Regions from separate parts of the Mus musculus genome. Here region 1 is linked to region 2. Evidence: chromatin contacts called from public Hi-C data. All regions are on one chromosome and are shown on one strand. The core of a region is the stretch at or near the end of the contact, and the rest is flanking DNA. Distances in the headings are between cores, read along the strand shown. Region 1 holds the start of Pcgf6 (polycomb group ring finger 6). Region 2 overlaps As3mt (arsenite methyltransferase).

Region 1 (3,283 bases), core at 419-2,918, 310 kb after region 2:
ACTCCACCCCCACAGTTACTTGGCAACAGCCAGGTATGCTCCTCCCCACAGTTACCTGGCAACAGCTAGGTAGGTTTGGCCCACTATAAAAGGGACTGCTTGCCCCCTCCTCTTACTCCTGCTTCTCTCCCTTGCCTCTTCCCTCCCTTGCTCCATCTCTCTCCCCATTCCCTTCCCGCCCTCTCTACACGTGGTCATGGCCCTCCTCCACTTCTCTACTCTGTCTCTCTCTCTCTGCCTCTACTACCCTCTTAACTTCCCTCCCCATGCCCTGAATAAACTCTATTCTATACTATATCGTCGTGTGGCTGGTCCCTCAGGGGTAAGGGATGCCTTGGCATGGGCCCGCTGGGGCACCCCCTTCCCCCACACCTCGCCACACCCCCATAGAACATATATTAATACCCCTTTATCTTTTTAAAATCACAACATCAAACCCAGTCCAAAGCCAACACTACAAGGTCTCATTTCAAAACAAGTTAAGCCATGATCCCAAGATTTCATTATAAGCAGTGTAACTTAATTGCACTCCAACCCTTCAAAATATCCAATCTAAAGAAAACACTGTATCTAAGCGGTCCCAGTTCTCTGACATATAGGAAACTAACAGTGAAAGGCACCTGTTCTTTTGTTGGTTTACAAAAAGCCCTTAAACCTGCCTGGTCTCCCCACATTACCAAGGATGACTTTGAACTTGCTGCCTCTGCCTCACGAATGTTGGTAGTAACAAGTGTCTACTACCACATCCAGTGTAGACAGTGCTGTGACTCGAACTCCGAGCGTCCTGCAGGGCAGAGATACACTGTATCAACTGGCCTACACCCTATCCCCGGGATGCCTTTCTTCACACATTTGTTATTTATTTTTAATGGGGGAGGGGTCCCAAACCCTCTCAACATCCTGCAGAAAAAAAAGAGTACACCTGCCAGTAGCCTTAGACATCTAACTCCCTCCACGTTACGCAAAGACTTTTACAGAATGTAAAAAAAACAAAAACAAAAACAAACAAAAAAACGGGACCCAGAGTGCCCTAAATGATCTGCAAGGACTCCACAAAATAAATGAAGCCGGAGAGAGGCCACGCCTGGGTGGGCGGGGATGGAGCGCTACACAAGCGCCGCGAGCTCCAGCGACAACGGCAACCACAGGTCTGCGCCCCGCTGGGTCCCAGAGGCCGCTCGAGCGCAGCCAGGTCTGGCAGGGTCGTCGATACCTCCTCCTCGTCCTCGGAGTCTGCCCGTCCGGACTCCAGACGCAGAGAGAAGTGGCTCATCTCTTCCTCCTCCTCTTCTTCCTCCTCCATCTCCTCCTCCTCTTCCAACTCTTCATCGTAGTCCTCGAAGCGGCCTCTCAAGCGGCCCAGGCTGCGCTCGGGCTCCAACGCCGGGGGCCGAGAGCGAGAGCAGCCGGCAGCGCCCGCCTGGCCCAGGGACGCCGGGCCCTCCTCGCCGGCCGCGGGTGCCGGGATGAGGGCGGGCGGAGAGATGGGAGGCGGAGGCGGTGGCGGTGGCGGCATGGCTGAGGCTCGCTTGGCCTCAGAGGCGCGCTTGTTTTCCGTGGCGTCCGTCTCAGCCTCGTCCATGGCGGGGATCAGAAATCTGGCGAGTTGAGAGCGAGGCAAGGCGAGTCGGACGGCTAGCGCGCGAGTTGAGCACGAGCCCCCTTTCGTACCAGTGCGCAGGCGCCGGCGCTCCGCAGAGGCCGCTGGGAAGTGTGGTTCACCTAGGCTACCTAGGTGAGGCGGAGCTGCTCAGGTTGGGGCGGGGCGTGTGGGCCACGCCTTGAAGGAAGCTCACCGGTTTTCGCGGTCGAAGCCTGCAGTGTGCTGTTCAGGAGAGTCTAAAATGCTACAGTTTCAGTATTTTACTTGCACCAGTTTATTCATGGAACATTGAACTCTAGATGCCATGTGTTCTTGAATTAGGAGTGATGGTTTCATTTTGAGGACTAATTGTGGTTTTCCGTCCATGGTTAATGGCATCTATCTACTTAGTAAGACCTTGTCTCACCAAACAAACAAACAAAAACCCTAAGCTGGCTCAGCAGGTAAAAAATTTGCCTCCAAGTGTGACGACCTGAGTTCAATACCCATGTTAGAGGGAGAGAACTGATTCGCGAAATGATTTCTGAGAAATGAGGGGGAAAAGTTAGAGGACAGCTTTGATAAGAATAACCACATAAGCCAAGTATGGTTACCTACTTATTAATTTCAGCCTTGAGTAGGCAGAATGTTAGAGCCAAGGAATTTGAGACCCACCTGGGCAGCACTCCAACACCCCTGTCTCCAAAAGGAAGAGAAAAGTTCCAGACCTTACCCACTGAAGGGTGTCTTTGGACTTTTGAACACTATTGAGACAGTTAAACGTGGAGGTGTCTTGAGCTGGAAAGATGGCTCCAGCTGTTAAGAGCACTTCGATGCTCGTGCAGAGAGGCCCTTTAAGAAGAACCCCTCTTCCAAGCACCCAAATGGCTGTTCACAACCATCTAGTTCCAGATGCTGTCTTTTGTCCTCTCTGGGCACCAGGGATGCAAATGGTGAACATACATATATGCAAGCAAAACATGCTACACATAAAAATGAAAAATAAATAAAATATAGTTTTCAATTGGAGCCAAGTGGTAAAGGAACCTTTAATCCCAGCACTGAGGCAGAAACGGGCAAATCTCTTGAGTCCTAGGCCAGTCTACAGAGTGAGTTCCAGGATAGCCAGAGCATAACAGAGAAACACTGTCTAAAACAAACAAACAAACAAACAAACCCAGGGCTGGCTGGAAAGATGGCTCAGCAGTTAAGAGCACTGACTGCTCTTCCAGAGGGCATGAGTTCAAATCCTAGCAACCACATGGTGGTTCACAACCATCTGTAATGGGATCCTAAGCCCTCTTCGGGTGTGTCTGAAGACAGCTACTGTGTATATAAAGTAAATAAATCTTTAAAAAAGGCCGGGCGTGGTGACACATGCCTTTAATCCCAGCACTCAGGAGGCATAGGCAGGCTGATTTCTGAATTCAAGGCCAACCTGGTCTACAGAGTGAGTTCCAGGACAGCCAGGGCTACACAGAGAAACCCTGTCTTGAAAAACAAAAACAAAACAAAACAAAAATCTTTAAAAAATAAAACAGGGGCTGGAGAGATGGCTCAGCGGTTAAGAGCACTGACTGCTCTTCCAGAGGTCCTGAGTTCAAATCCCAGGAACCACATGGTGGCTCACAACCATCCTTAATGAGATCTGAAGACAACTACAGTGTACTTACATATAATAAATAAATAAATAAAATCTTT
Region 2 (3,096 bases), core at 37-2,536:
GGGCATAGATAGCATTTCAGGATTTCCGTTCCAAGGGTAAAAGGCGCTTGCTCATGAGGATCTCATCTCATGGAATCTCATGGAATCAATTGGGGGAAATCAGCTTCCCTGGCCCAGCAGAGACTACTTTTAAGCAGGCTATGGTAGCTTCAGCACTTAAGAAACTGAGGCAGGAGGATCACCAAGAGTTCCAGGCCGACCTAGGTTTCAGTGTAAGACAATCTCAGAACAACAATAAAAGTCGCTTTTGGGGTGGAGTTCTAGTTCAGCTGGTAAAGTTCTCGTCTGCGTGCACAGAGCCTGGGTTCAGTCCCCAGCACAGCATGAATTGGGGTGTGTGGGGTGTGTGTGTGTATGTGTATATACCCTCAACATTCTCTTAGTATCATTGTGAGTTGGAAGCCAGCCTGGGCTACATGGAACTCTGTCTCAAAAGAAACAAAAACAACAACAACAAACCCAAAAATTAATCCTCCCTTTCTTGAACAAAGTAAAGGTTACCCTGGAAGAGTGACTGATAATCTAATTAGAGCTTCCAGAACATAGAGTCATCTTTTGTTCCTTAACTTGTAGCCCAGGCTGGCCTCCAACTCACTATTCAATCAAAGATGATCTTAAGTCCAGATCCTTCTGCCTCCACTTCTACATTGCTGAGGTAGGGGACAGATTTATGTACCACAAGGCTTATCTTAAAAGGTTATTTGTATTCTAGAGTGGCAGTGCTCCCGCAAGGGTGGCAGTGCTCCTCCAAGGGTGACAGTGCTCCCAAAAGGGTGGCAGTGCTCCTCCAAGGGTGACAGTGCTCCCAAAAGGATGGCAGTGCTCCTCCAAGGGTGGACAGGGTTAACATTTTCTCTTTCCTTGATAAATCAGCCCACATCAAACAGAAATATCAATGTTGGGGTGCTTCAGTGCCCCTCTGTATGCTCATTCTGCTTTGTCTTTTGACAGGTTCTAATCAGAGATCCATTCAAGCTTGCAGAGGACTCTGACAAGATGAAGCCCAGACATGCACCTGAAGGCACGGGAGGCTGCTGTGGCAAGAGGAAAAACTGCTAGATCTACAGCCAGCGCGGAGCCCACCGGGCTCAAGAGGGTGGCTAAAGGACAGTCACAGAGGCTTCTTAGCCTGCTCTTCGCCAGTGCACAGATTATGTGAAGGTGGCAAAGCCACCACAAGCTAGACCACTGCTAAGAATAAGAGTGACTTTTAGAGGATGTTAATTGAAGGTTCACAGCAAATCGCCTGCTTTTCTATTTCTCTATCTCAGAGTTCTGGTGCCACCTAGTGGTCAGAAGTAGAACTTGGAAGCCCAAGGTTTACTCAAAGGGCCAAAGGCATCATCAACGTTGTGAGAATTATCTTCCTTCTGGCCTACCACAGGACACCTCTGGGTTCTTCTCTGTGGTTACCAGGAAGCACAGTACTTACTAAATTTATGCTAACCATGACAAAAGATTGTCAACTCAAATTTGCTAGGAGTATTCTTTAGGTTGCTGTCTGCAATTTTTTTCTCTGTAACTGAATGAAAAAGAAAACAAATAAAAAATAAATTTGACTTCAGTTCACCTTGATAATTGATACCACAATGGATGTCTGTAGTTTGTCTTTTTAAAAATATTTTATGCCGGGCATGGTGGCACACGCCTTTAATCCCAGCACTTGGGAGGCAGAGGCAGGCGGATCTTTGAGTTCGAGGCCAGCCTGATCTACAGAGTGAGTTCCAGGACAGCCAGGGCTATACAGAGAAACCCTGTCTCAAAAAACCAAAAAAAAAAAAAAAAAAAATATATATATATATATATATATATATTCTGTTTTCACACACACCAGAAGAGGGAATCAGATCCCATGGGTCATAACACAATAACACAGGGATTTGAACACAGGACCTCTTGAAGAGCAGTCAGTTCTCTTAACTGCTGAGTCATCTCTCCAGCCCCCCCCCCCCCCCCCGTCATCTGTCTTAAGTGATGTTTTTGAAAAAAGGAAAGCTAAGAGATCCAAACAGGATTTCTCTCCCCTTGTAAGGTGCTCTCATTAAACCTTTAGGGAAATGCTGGGTTTGCTTCTAGGGCCCATATTAAAGAAGTTATGAGGATTAAAGGAAGAATCAATGACGGGACACAGGTCCTTATCAGGATCTGATAAATCAGACGTAAACCCTGGGGCCAGGGCACAGTCCAGCTGGTAGAATACTTGCCTGGTAGTCTAGGCAGGAAGCTCTGCGTTTGCTCTCCAGTACCAGGCGAAACCAGGAGAGGCAGCACAACCTAAGGCCCCAGCACTCGGAGGTAGAGCTGGGAGGACCAGAAGCACAGGTCCTCCCTCCCCAGCTCCACAGAGAGTGTGAGCCAGCCTGGGGTATGTGAGACCTGGCCTCAAAAACGAGCAAGGAACAGCCTTCAACAACAGAAGCTTTGGTGAGAAAATCTTGGTCATTCTGAGATCCCAGCAAAGGAGAATTTGGGCACTAGAGGAAGAGGTGAGGTTAGCATGGCCTCAGAGGTGTTTAATTAGGGAGTCTGAGGATGCTTAGGCCCATAGAACACTGGGGTGAGTTCTAAGGGCAGATTCATCTTTTTCAAAAGAGATATGTTCCCAATGGGACATTCCAGAATTCTGAGTGCCCTCATACTGACTTTGACAGACAGTTTTGTCCCGCCCTCTTTGTCTCAGGAACCCTGATTCAACTCAGGCTGCTGGCTCTAAAGTCCCTTATGTGCCCAGCTACAATTGACTGCAGTGTGAGACTGGCGAGGTCGAGCACACTGCAGACTCCCTGAGCGCAGGATGGCCCTTTCAGAGGGATGCAATAAAGAGGAAAGGTGACCCAGCCATTCTGTTGACTAGACTTGTCGGTCACTTCTTTCTTTTTCACGTAAATGAACACGTATGTTGCAGGCTAGGGATGTCTAAAGTGACATCTGCTCCTGTGGTTGTGAGCCATGTGATGTGGGTACCTAGACCCAAACTCAGATCCTTCGCAAGTGCAGCAAGCACTCTCATGTATGTATGTATGTAAGTATGTATGTATGTAAGTATGTATGTATGTTCGTATGCATATGCAACACACTTGGGTTTTTTTTTTTTTT

Evidence for each region. A called contact is a pair of places that touch in the nucleus more often than the background predicts.
Region 1: a Hi-C map of bone marrow-derived macrophages shows a contact between it and region 2, with 20 read pairs. The contact joins the promoter of Pcgf6 here to the enhancer-like site in region 2. A contact is called at or near these places in 3 of 39 promoter capture datasets (cranial neural crest, neural stem cells and second pharyngeal arch cranial neural crest), 22 of 484 Hi-C or Micro-C datasets (B cells, the C2C12 cell line, the G1E-ER4 cell line and 17 more), 9 of 115 datasets of contacts at active chromatin or transcription factors (the HPC-7 cell line, bone marrow-derived macrophages, effector CD8 T cells and 5 more) and 3 of 9 other capture datasets (adipose tissue, liver and pancreatic islet).

What each region holds. Positions count from the first base shown.
Region 1 is chr19:47,049,238-47,052,520 of GRCm38.p6, forward strand. Pcgf6 (polycomb group ring finger 6) reads right to left here and starts at 1,669. Exons shown (of 10, transcript NM_027654.3): 1 at 1,214-1,669. The coding sequence starts at 1,582.
Region 2 is chr19:46,739,510-46,742,605 of GRCm38.p6, forward strand. As3mt (arsenite methyltransferase) reads left to right here. Exons shown (of 11, transcript NM_020577.3): 11 at 952-1,586. The coding sequence ends at 1,059. Among named protein-coding and RNA genes, the nearest start is that of Cnnm2, 21 kb to the right of the region's middle. Within about 2 kb of position 1,287, at least 8 of the 459 cell types and tissues checked have an H3K27ac peak or open chromatin away from gene starts, as enhancers often do. A contact at or near this core is called in bone marrow-derived macrophages, where this site is marked.